3 separate regions of the Cricetulus griseus genome follow, and regions 2 and 3 are each linked to region 1. The links are chromatin contacts, called in public Hi-C and Micro-C maps. All regions are on one chromosome and are shown on one strand. Each heading gives the region's core, a stretch centred on a gene start, on an enhancer-like site or on the middle of the called end of the contact. The rest is flanking DNA. Distances are from core to core; before and after follow the strand shown. Region 1 overlaps Smad7 (mothers against decapentaplegic homolog 7). Region 2 overlaps Ctif (CBP80/20-dependent translation initiation factor). Region 3 overlaps Ctif (CBP80/20-dependent translation initiation factor).

Region 1 (3,119 bases), core at 128-2,627:
GGGAGTGGAGGAGGGGAATGAGGAGCCAATCTCTAGAAAATAGTGGGGCAAGAATCATAATTTAGAAAGTACAGGCTTGCGCCATATAACAAGGAACTCCTTTTCCTGCCTCCCCCATTGTTTTCCATTTGATTAAGCGTATCCTGTAAAACTGTATAATCCTGGTAGGAATTATCCTCTACCCTGAAGAAAGGAGGTTGTATATAGCCTTCTCTTTCCCCCTGCCAACCATGCCTCCATGCTCCCTCCCGTTTAGAAGAGGTTTTTCTTCATTTTTTAAATGCACACTGGGCAAGTACTATATACCCAAAGTGCCCCACCTCCATTTCCTTCCCACTGGAGGGTTTTCAATAGTTGATCTTCCAGTCTTGAGAAGAGAACGCCTCAGAGGGAGGGATCCTCAGCAGAAACTTCTGGGGACTGTGTTGGACAGGCTTGGCAGTCACCTTCCTTTTGTCAGGAGCAAGAGGCAAACTATTTTACCACTGAGGGGCTGTCCGGGCTACTTGCCTCTAGGTTTCTCTTTAGCTTGGAGGAACTGTCTGCCAGTGTGGCCAAAGGAGCATCTGTTTGTGCCTGGTAGCCTGGGGTTGGAGAACTGGAGTCTGTACAAACCAGTGGTGTGTTTGCTTTCCTAGAGCCAAACTTTCTATGGGGACTTGGGAAGAAATTTGACGTTGGTAATGGTGCAGAAGAGGTTTCCAGGGGCCTGTGCATTTGTGTGCACTTGTGTTCCTAGGAACTAATTAGTTGTGATATCTGGGCATTGTTTTTTGTTGCAATTGCTTGGAGGGTCTGTCTGTCTCTCAACTGGGACTGTCATTCCACTGAGGTCACCGTGCTGAACTCCTGGGAGTGAGGGGAGAGGCAGAGGATACATAATCTGTAGTTTAAGGTCTAGTAAAGACAATGGAAGGGAATGGTGCCAGGAAGATTTTGTAGGAACTGAGGCAGGCAGCCTTGTGAGAATGGGGCTGGCTGGGCAGGTTTCCAGAGGTGGGTTTGGACAAGTGTGGAATCAGGTAGAACATTTCTCTCCAGCTGTGTCCATGATAAAACTGATCAAAATAAGTGAGTCTACTAAATTCCTGTAGTTTTTATATCTCAATTAAAAGGGAAAATGTTTTTTTTTTGAAGGCCACGGTGAGACCCTTGCCTATGGGAGTGGGAGGAAGGAGGCTTTGTGCCTGATGGGAGAAGAGAGAATAGGGTTAAGAAAGTACACTTCGAACCTTCCTTGACCTTGGGAATTACCTGATCTCAATGGGAGACTTGTAATAGAAGAGAAATTCCAGCCAGTCTGTGATTGAGCCTGACTTGACTAATGATTAACTGGCCTCCTGGAGCCCAGACGGGTGACAAGGTGCTGTGGTCTGTCTTAGGCTGGACCGTGAAGCTGAGTAGACCATTAATAATCTGCATCCGTGGCTGTGACTCAGCCCTTTGGAATGTGTGGTCTTTCTTTCATGCTGTTCAGGGTTTTGTAAGAATGAACACTTTTTTTTTTAATAATAATTTATATTTATGTGCATTGGTGTTTTGCTTGCATGTATGTCTGTGTGACGGTGTCAGATCTTCGGGTTATAGACAGTTGTGGGCTACCATGTGGTGCTGGGAATTGAACCTTGGTCCTCTGAAAGAGCAGTTATTGCTCTTAACAGCTGAGCCATCTCTACAGCCCTTGACTCTGGTGTTTTTATTTGCATATTTACTTCTCTCTCTCTTTGACTCTGCAGCAGCCTGTCCAGATGCTGTGCCTTCCTCCGTGGAAACCGGGGGAACGAATTATCTGGCCCCTGGGGGGCTTTCAGGTAAGACACTTTCTCCTTTCCTAGAAATTGCTGGAGGCTAAAGGAATAGGGATGGCCTTCTGCCACCCCAGCTGGTCTGGAATTGTTCTCATTGTCATATGCCTTAAACTAGATGATCTGGGGTGCTGGTAGTGCCCTTCATCTTGTCATCTTGTGGGCAGAACCTTGCCTTTCCCAGGAATGGGGAACCTGGAGTCAGTTGGAAGCTGATGGTGTGGGAGACAAGCTTCGTGGTCATTTTTTTATTTTTGCTAAATTTTATGTGTATGTTCATTACTCACAAGTGTTTGGAGGGCTAATTTATAGGAGTTGTTTCTCTCCTTCCGCCCTGTGGGCTCCAAGGATTTGAGTGCAGGTCATCAGGCGTGGTGGGTGCTTTATCCTGGGAGCCATCTTGCCACCCCTCATGATCTTTTAAGCAGCTCCCGACCTAGGTTACTTCCATTTGTAAACTTTGGCAAGATCTCATGTGCTTAACCCCTTATTTGGCTCTTGCACGCATTCCTTGAAGGAGACAGACCCATGTTTACGGGGCAAAGCCCAGGTGCAAGCCAGATCTCAGTGGACTGAGGTTCTGTGGCAGCAGGGCAGGGGCTTGCCATAGTCAGTAGGACAGGCTTTCTTCGAGGCTCACAGACCAAAGACCTGGAGCTAAGAGTCCTAGGATTGGAGGTGGTACACTGGGGAGAGAGCCTGTGTACATTATTGTCTGTCTCTTAGGACAAGAGACACTCTGGGAGACTGCTCTTTCTTTTCTAAGGACGTTTTTCTTCATTTCCTCTTACCCTACCACGTCATCATTTATTTTCTAAGAATTAGCTAAAGCAAGAGGGAAAGTAACCTGGGTTAGGGGAAATTCCAGGACAGTTCTGGGCACTCGGTATAGCTGGCGCTGGCGGAGGTCTTGGTGTAGCACCCCTTAGTGGAAGCTGTGGGACTTGTGCACCCTCTGTTGTGGGATGCATGCTTATGACTGACAGTTAAAGAGTTGCCCCCATGTGTGGTTTGAGGTACAGTCCATTCTGGACCCACATCCCAGACTTTCCCCTCCAGGAATTGAGCCTGCTGGGAAATGGCTGTAGGGGGACCCTTGTTTGTTTTGATTTCAGTGCAGTGTGTACTCTGACTGTTATCTGAGACTGAGGGTATTGTTTACTCAAAGCTTCTAATGAGAACTGAACAGGAAAAGAAGGACCCCAGGGGGAGGAGGGAGGTGGGCCCCATCGGCTAAGAGGGAGCCAGTATGGCCTTCACAGTCTGTGCGTCTTCTGCTTTCTAATGCTGAAATGAAGTGAGAGCCCTTGAAAG
Region 2 (2,933 bases), core at 199-2,698, 85 kb after region 1:
TTCACATGACAGCCCTGTCACCTGGGCTTTAGTTTTGTCATCTACAAAACAGGGGTTGAGAATTATACCAGGATGAGGTCCTTCTTGCTATAGCATCTGCACGCCTGGGGACGTGTAAATTCTCCCGATGACAGTAATTCTCACTTTAATGTGTAGTTAGTTAAAAACTCCTGAATGGGGATTTCCCAGTTGAGAACCACAGATCTAGATCAGGGTAGGTAAACTACAGCCACAAAGCGGATCTGGCCAAGGCTTGTTTCTCACAGTTCATGAACTAAGAACAGTTTTAATATTTTTAAGTAGTAGGGGAGGAATTTAAAGTCCCCCTCCTTCAAAAGACGACGCTGCGATACATACAAATTACACACAATGCAGATTCCAGTGTCATATGAGGCACAGCCACAGTTCCAGCTGCTCCTGAGCCACAAAGGACAGTTGCTTGTTGTACTTCAAGGCACAGGGATACGGTTGGACTTGACTTTTGCCGGTTGGTCCACAAAGCCTAGAATATATTTAATATATGGTTCTGCTGTTCTATATGTTGTATTGGTAGGTTGATCTGTAGAAAGGAGAAGGGAGGGGAGGAACAACGAACCACTAGAAGCCTTTTGAAGCCAAGGGAGCCCCCTGCTCTGGGCTGAGCAACCCTTAGCCTTCTGCATGTGGCGGTCCTGAAGGTGATTTTGAAGGCTTTTATTAAGCAATCGAGACCTAATGATATGCGTATGCAAACGTGAAATTTCACTTCTAGAGGAGGGGCCTTGGGTGGAAGTCCCCTGCCCTGCCCGGAGGACATGATTCAGGTAGCTAGGCAAGCTTTAATTTATATGGGGTTTTCTGAGTAGCAGACCTTCCCTACCCCTTTCAAACAGCTGGCTACCCTTTTCCTTCAGCAGTATCCACTTTTCTCACCTCTCCTTCCCCAGTGTGAACGTCCCTGGAAGGGTCACATACCCTCTAACCCCTAAGACCATGGGCTGAGCAGGAGTATGAACAGGTGGACAAGACATTTAGCAGTGATCTTCATGGGAAAAGGTCTCCCTTTCAGAGCACTGAAGACTCCCCTGGTCCCCTACATTATAATCCACTTCTTCCCATCAGCAAGGGGCCACCGTTATTCCCCAGACACCCCTGTCGTCCGTCCATCTCCCCCCTCCCCCACCACTCCATGCCTTCGGCTTATAGGGCTAGCCAAGCAAGTCTTGACTCCAGCCCTGGGATTCCAGGTATTTCCCCAGCCGCACCTCATCTAATTGCTTTCCAGTCAGCTAATCCTTGGCCACGCCCTCCGCTTCAGCCAGGCCAGGCACTTCAGTGTGGCCGGCAGAGTTTCTGAGACTTCCCATGGCACTGGGCCAAGCCCAGGGAAGCCTCTAGACTCCCCTTGCCCAAACCGCATCCTCCCTGCCCTTCCCCACACCTCAAACTCTCCTCTGACTACTATTTCCAAACCAAGAGGAATGCAGGCCAGCCCAGACTCCAAGCAGCAGACCAGTTCCTTCCCTTCCTGTCCCCAGCCCCGAGGACTGGTCATATCTCCCTCTGGGCAAAGCACAGTCAGCCAAAAGGGGTAATTGTACCTACAGTTCTGATCTCTGGGCCAGTTGTTTTCAGCAGGGCTTCAGCCTTGATTCCAGGATAATTAGTTACTGCTTGTGTGTTTGCATTTCCACAGAGTGTTTGCACTTCCTAAGTCTAGCTTTCAACCCTTGGAAACCAGATTCAGCAAATACTTCTGTTTTAAGGGAGAAGGTCTGAATTACAGAAATGGTCACCCTGAGTAGTCAAGAGGGCTATGAAAGAATGGGCCAATTGTGCTTTCTCCACAGGGGGTGCAGTAGGGAGCCCCTGGCAGCTGCTGGCACTGACCCCACCGTGGGTTCTGCTCTGAGCCTTCTCATGAAGAGTCACCCAGGACAGGGCCCTTCTGCCTTTCTATACTTTCTTCCCACGTTGTCCATCAGGGATTGGAGGATTGCTTTTTGCAACCCCCGCCCCCCCACTGCCAGGACCTGGCTGTGAGCCTTGGGGGTCAGGGGGCATTCAGCTCTTACCACTCCCTTTTTCTGCTAGGTGCCCAGAGAGAGGAAAGCTGTAAATAGTACTTCTGTGATGTTTAGCATCCAAAACTGGACTAAGAGCCTGCTGATTCTGGGAGCTAGCTAGTCCCATTCCTGCACCAGCCAGTACCATAGCCACCATGTGGTTTGAGCACCTACAAAGTGTTTGGCCCAAACTGAGGGGTGCCTGCACAGTAGACTTCAAATACTTAGTTCACACACACGCGCACACACACACACAAAGAACATCAAAACTATTGATGGCTGAAGTGATCCCAGCACTCAGGCTGAGGTATGAGCATAGAGAGTTTGAAGCTAGTCTGGGCTACAGAGCAAGGCTCTGCCTCAGAAAAGAAAAAGCAACAATGACAACAACAAAAATCCATTGGTAACTTTTTGTTGTTGTTTTGTTTTTCCAGACAGGTTTTCTCGGTGTAATAGTCCTAGCTGTCCTGGAACTCACTTTGTAGACCAGGCTGGCCTCTAACTCACTGAGATCCACCTACGTCTGCCTCCCAAATGCTGGGATTAAAGGCATGCTTGTACCACCACCACCACCACCTCCTGACTGGTAACTTTTTACTATTGATTACATTATGTTGAAATTATAATTATTTGGATACCATTGATAACATAAAATTTTACCTGCCCCTGCTTTGGGGGGCTTTAAATGTGGCTACTAGAAAATTGAAAATTGCAGACGTGGCTTCCCATATGTTGAAACTGAACGTGGCTCCATAGCTGAGATTCTGTGAGAGCTACAAGGGTTCTTAGGTTTTCTGTGTTTGCCACTATGGCATTTTCTCCCAACCTCCCACCTTCTTGTTTTACCCTCCTTTATCCCTGACCTCCAAGGGGATCTGAACCTGAGGT
Region 3 (3,369 bases), core at 669-3,168, 120 kb after region 1:
TAGAGGAAGCTGCAGCCCCTTGCCTCTCTTTTCTACTATGCAGGTTGCAAACAGCACGGTCATTACCCACTTGTTCTTAACTCTAGGCGACAGGAACACAGCTCCAGTGTCAAATCGAGCAGTCTTCTCACTAGCCATTGCCCTCAGGAACCACAGCTAGTCTTTTGGTTTTAAATGCCATCTGATGGTTTCTGGGGTCTATCTCTACCAGAGCATCCCTTTCAAGGCCAGCATTGTCTTGTACTGGCACCTGACCCTTCAGCCTGTCCCTCTGCTCTCTTACCATCCTTTCCTTGGACTTCTCAAGCCGGCAAGCCAGTTCCTTCCCCCACACCCACCTCCACGCACCCCCAGCATTCAGAACACTTCAACCCAGCAGCCCTTGTGAACCTATCAACCCTGAGCCAGATCTTGATCACAGTCCCTACACATTCCATTCCTCCAGCACTGACACAAATCCTCGTGGCAGCCTGCAGATCTTTGACCCTGATGACCTCTAGCTGTTGGCCTTGATTCACGAAGCAGGCATATTCGGCCTTGGGGCTTTTGCACTGTTTCCCTGAGTTGCGGATAGTTAGATTGCCTGTACACTGTAGAATAAGAAATAAATAATTTGCTTATTTACTGATCCCTTGCTTCCATCAGGATATGCTTGCTCTGTTGTGCTCACTGCTGATTCCCTCCGTAGTCCAGGAGGGGCACACAGTAGGCCCTTCATAAATATTCATGAAGCGAGCAAAGTCACCTGAAATGTAGCTAGAGAGATAGGAATGGGCCCTTCAAAGGAGGCCAGAAACAGACAGAGCTGAGCACCCATCAAGGGCACAGACAGACATTAACAGCGTGGGTGAACAGGAAGGGGCTGCAGAGTGTGGAATCCCAGGAATCAGAAAATGGAGGGGCACAAGCAGGCTAAGCAGGGCTGGCTCTTGGGGGGAGACGGCATATTAAAACTCTGGGCCTCGGGCTCTCTCTGGGCAAGCCACAAGCACATTCCTGAGTCTGCAAACTATTTGCTGTCACTAAGAGGAGGAACCCCAGGGAGAGCAGGGCTGGGTGGGCAGAGGGGTAGCATCCAACCAGCTGGGACAGGGTGGGGGTGGGTTAAAGGTGGAAGGCAGCCAAACCCCTGAAAACAGCCCCCTCCTCTTTTTTCTGGTTCAGCCTCACAGCCTGCCAGTGAGTCCAGAGCTTGCCTTTCATTTATAGAAGGGGGCAGTGAAGAAAGGAGAAAACCCACAAACATGTCTGTGGCAGGACATCTAGGCAGATCTCCTCCCCTCTTCAGTCTTATTCCTTAACTGTCCAGCAAGTGACTCTCACATGACAAGCCGGCCATGCAGGAGGCCTGGGGAGTTATCTGGGACAGTTGTTCCTTTCCAACTAGTGTCACCCATTTGAAAGTGGTGGTGCAGCAACTCTCTTCTCCCCCAGGTGTATTCACGACCTTGAATACAGAGATGTGGTACTCCTAGAAACACCCTTCTAGGAGCTAAGATGTTTCTGGTGGAGATGGCAGGAGATGGCTGAAGGTGGATAGGTATGGGGACTGAGAGAAGAAAGGTGAGGCAAAGGGGACCCCAGGCTCTGCAGAACCAGAAGGTGTATTCAGGAACCAGGGGGTGAGTCTGCTCACAGAACTATGGACAGGACGTGTTCCCCTCCACAACAGTGCCTGTGACACATCCCTCTGATTTCTAAGGTGGCCTCTGCAGGCGCCTTTGGCTCCAGCCGGGCGGGGTCTGAAGTGGGAACTTGAGAGGCGGAGTTGGCTGCATTCCTCTGAAATCCCTGGCCTCTGAGAAAGAAAGCTGCCGGTCACGTCCTCCGCCCCTCCCCTCCCCTCAGCACGTCTGCTTCTCTGTGAGGGACCTGGCCCTAGGCCCTGGGCAGGCACTCTCACAGCCTCCCCAGTCCCAGGACTTTCTTAGACTTTCTGGAAATATCCCCAGGCCTGGTGAGCTACGTGTGTCCAGGGGGTGGGGAGGGAACTGCTGAGCTGGGCCTGAGCCAAAGGGTTCTGCTTGGCGTCCTGTAGGACTTGGCAGGCTGCCCTTTGGTGACTAATGCTGGTGGTGTCCCCTACTTGCAAACGACCCCTGGAATGTGTCTTTCCAGCAAGTCTCCTTAGGCCCCAGGCAGCACCGTCCAGATCCCCGCTATCAGCAGATCTTTCCTCGATCCAGGTCTGTTGGAGACTACCTCTGTGTTTAACCTTCGGCCAAGTGACCCTGGGCAAGCAAGTCTGGGTCTCAGAGAAGGAGGTTGGACCCAGGATGCCTTACAGACTGTGTTCACAATTCTAGACTTCCTTTTCCATGGGACAAGGGGTCCAAGGGTAGGAGCTCCATCCTCATTCCTTTCCCATCCTCTCTCTAGCCTTGAGCACCAAGGCTATCCTTGTGTGCAAATTTTACCCAGTCCCCCTCTTTTGTGTGCACATCCCTGAGCTCCCTGGCCTCTGAGTCCTTCAAGCATTATCGAGTGTTCTACTCATGTGGCCTGTCTCAAATATCATCATGCCTATGGAAACCTCATTCGTCCCACTAGGTAAGGAGAGGTCTGGCAGGCCCAAGCAACACCACCAGGCTTGGGGCTCTGTTGGAAGAGTGTACTCCACCAGAAGATTACCTTGCTAAGACCTTAGTGTAAGGACTCAGGCATTATGCTGGCCTGCCCCTGTCACCTGGCAGAATGCATTCAGGCAGTACTCTGGTGCCCAGGGTTCCATGATTGCATAGTCTGCACGCAGGTGCGAAGGATCCCTTTAAAAGAAAGATTGCTGCTCACTTGTGTTCTTTTCCACTTTCTTTTCCAGCTCTCTTTCCCCACCCGCTGTCTTCCCCTTGGTTCCTCTGGGGCAGACAGGACTTTTTCTGTTTCCCTCTTCTCTTCTGTCCTCTTTGTGTCTCTTTACCCCTTTTCTCTTTCCTCCCTCCCCCCTCCACCCTTGCTCACTATGGAATCCATCAAGGTCCCCCACACAAGGTCCCCTCAATCTTTATCGTAACAGTACAGCCTTGCAGCAGTGGTACTACCATTACCCCAGTTGTACACTGGAGGCATCTGGGGTACAGAGAGGTAAGGATCATGAACTGGCAGGGGGCAAAGCTGTCACTTAAATCTTGGGGTCAGGTTCTTTGTTCTTGACCTACACTCCTGGGACACTGAATGGTGCTCACTCTAATGCTCAAGCTTCCCCACAGATCCTTAAGCTTTCTGACCCCAAAATCTTTTCTTAGCTATAGTTCCAAACTTTCTTTTTTCGAGACTTTTGGATATTGTTTCAAGTCCTTTGAGTTTTCATACACATTTTAGAATGTTTGCCAATTTTTGACAGGAACTCTGTTGGTATTTTGATTGGGACTG

Evidence for each region. Hi-C and Micro-C count contacts between places; a contact is called where the count stands out from the background.
Region 2: a Micro-C map of the CHO-K1 cell line shows a contact between it and region 1, with 3 times the contacts expected there. The contact joins two enhancer-like sites. A contact is called at or near these places in 2 of 8 Hi-C or Micro-C datasets (the CHO-K1 cell line and fibroblasts).
Region 3: a contact with region 1 is called in a Hi-C map of the CHK-Q cell line, with 4 times the contacts expected there. The contact joins two enhancer-like sites. A contact is called at or near these places in 2 of 8 Hi-C or Micro-C datasets (the CHK-Q cell line and fibroblasts).

What each region holds. Positions count from the first base shown.
Region 1 is chr2:164,558,274-164,561,392 of CriGri-PICRH-1.0, reverse strand. Smad7 (mothers against decapentaplegic homolog 7) reads left to right here. Exons shown (of 4, transcript XM_027397918.2): 3 at 1,737-1,811. Among named protein-coding and RNA genes, the nearest start is that of Smad7, 8.3 kb to the left of the region's middle. Within about 2 kb of position 1,377, at least 3 of the 6 cell types and tissues checked have open chromatin away from gene starts, as enhancers often do. A contact at or near this core is called in the CHO-K1 cell line and fibroblasts, where this site is marked.
Region 2 is chr2:164,473,101-164,476,033 of CriGri-PICRH-1.0, reverse strand. All of the region lies in intron 10 of Ctif (CBP80/20-dependent translation initiation factor), which reads right to left. Among named protein-coding and RNA genes, the nearest start is that of Smad7, 94 kb to the left of the region's middle. Within about 2 kb of position 1,448, at least 3 of the 6 cell types and tissues checked have open chromatin away from gene starts, as enhancers often do. A contact at or near this core is called in the CHO-K1 cell line and fibroblasts, where this site is marked.
Region 3 is chr2:164,435,405-164,438,773 of CriGri-PICRH-1.0, reverse strand. All of the region lies in intron 9 of Ctif (CBP80/20-dependent translation initiation factor), which reads right to left. Among named protein-coding and RNA genes, the nearest start is that of Smad7, 130 kb to the left of the region's middle. Within about 2 kb of position 1,918, at least 4 of the 6 cell types and tissues checked have open chromatin away from gene starts, as enhancers often do. A contact at or near this core is called in fibroblasts, where this site is marked.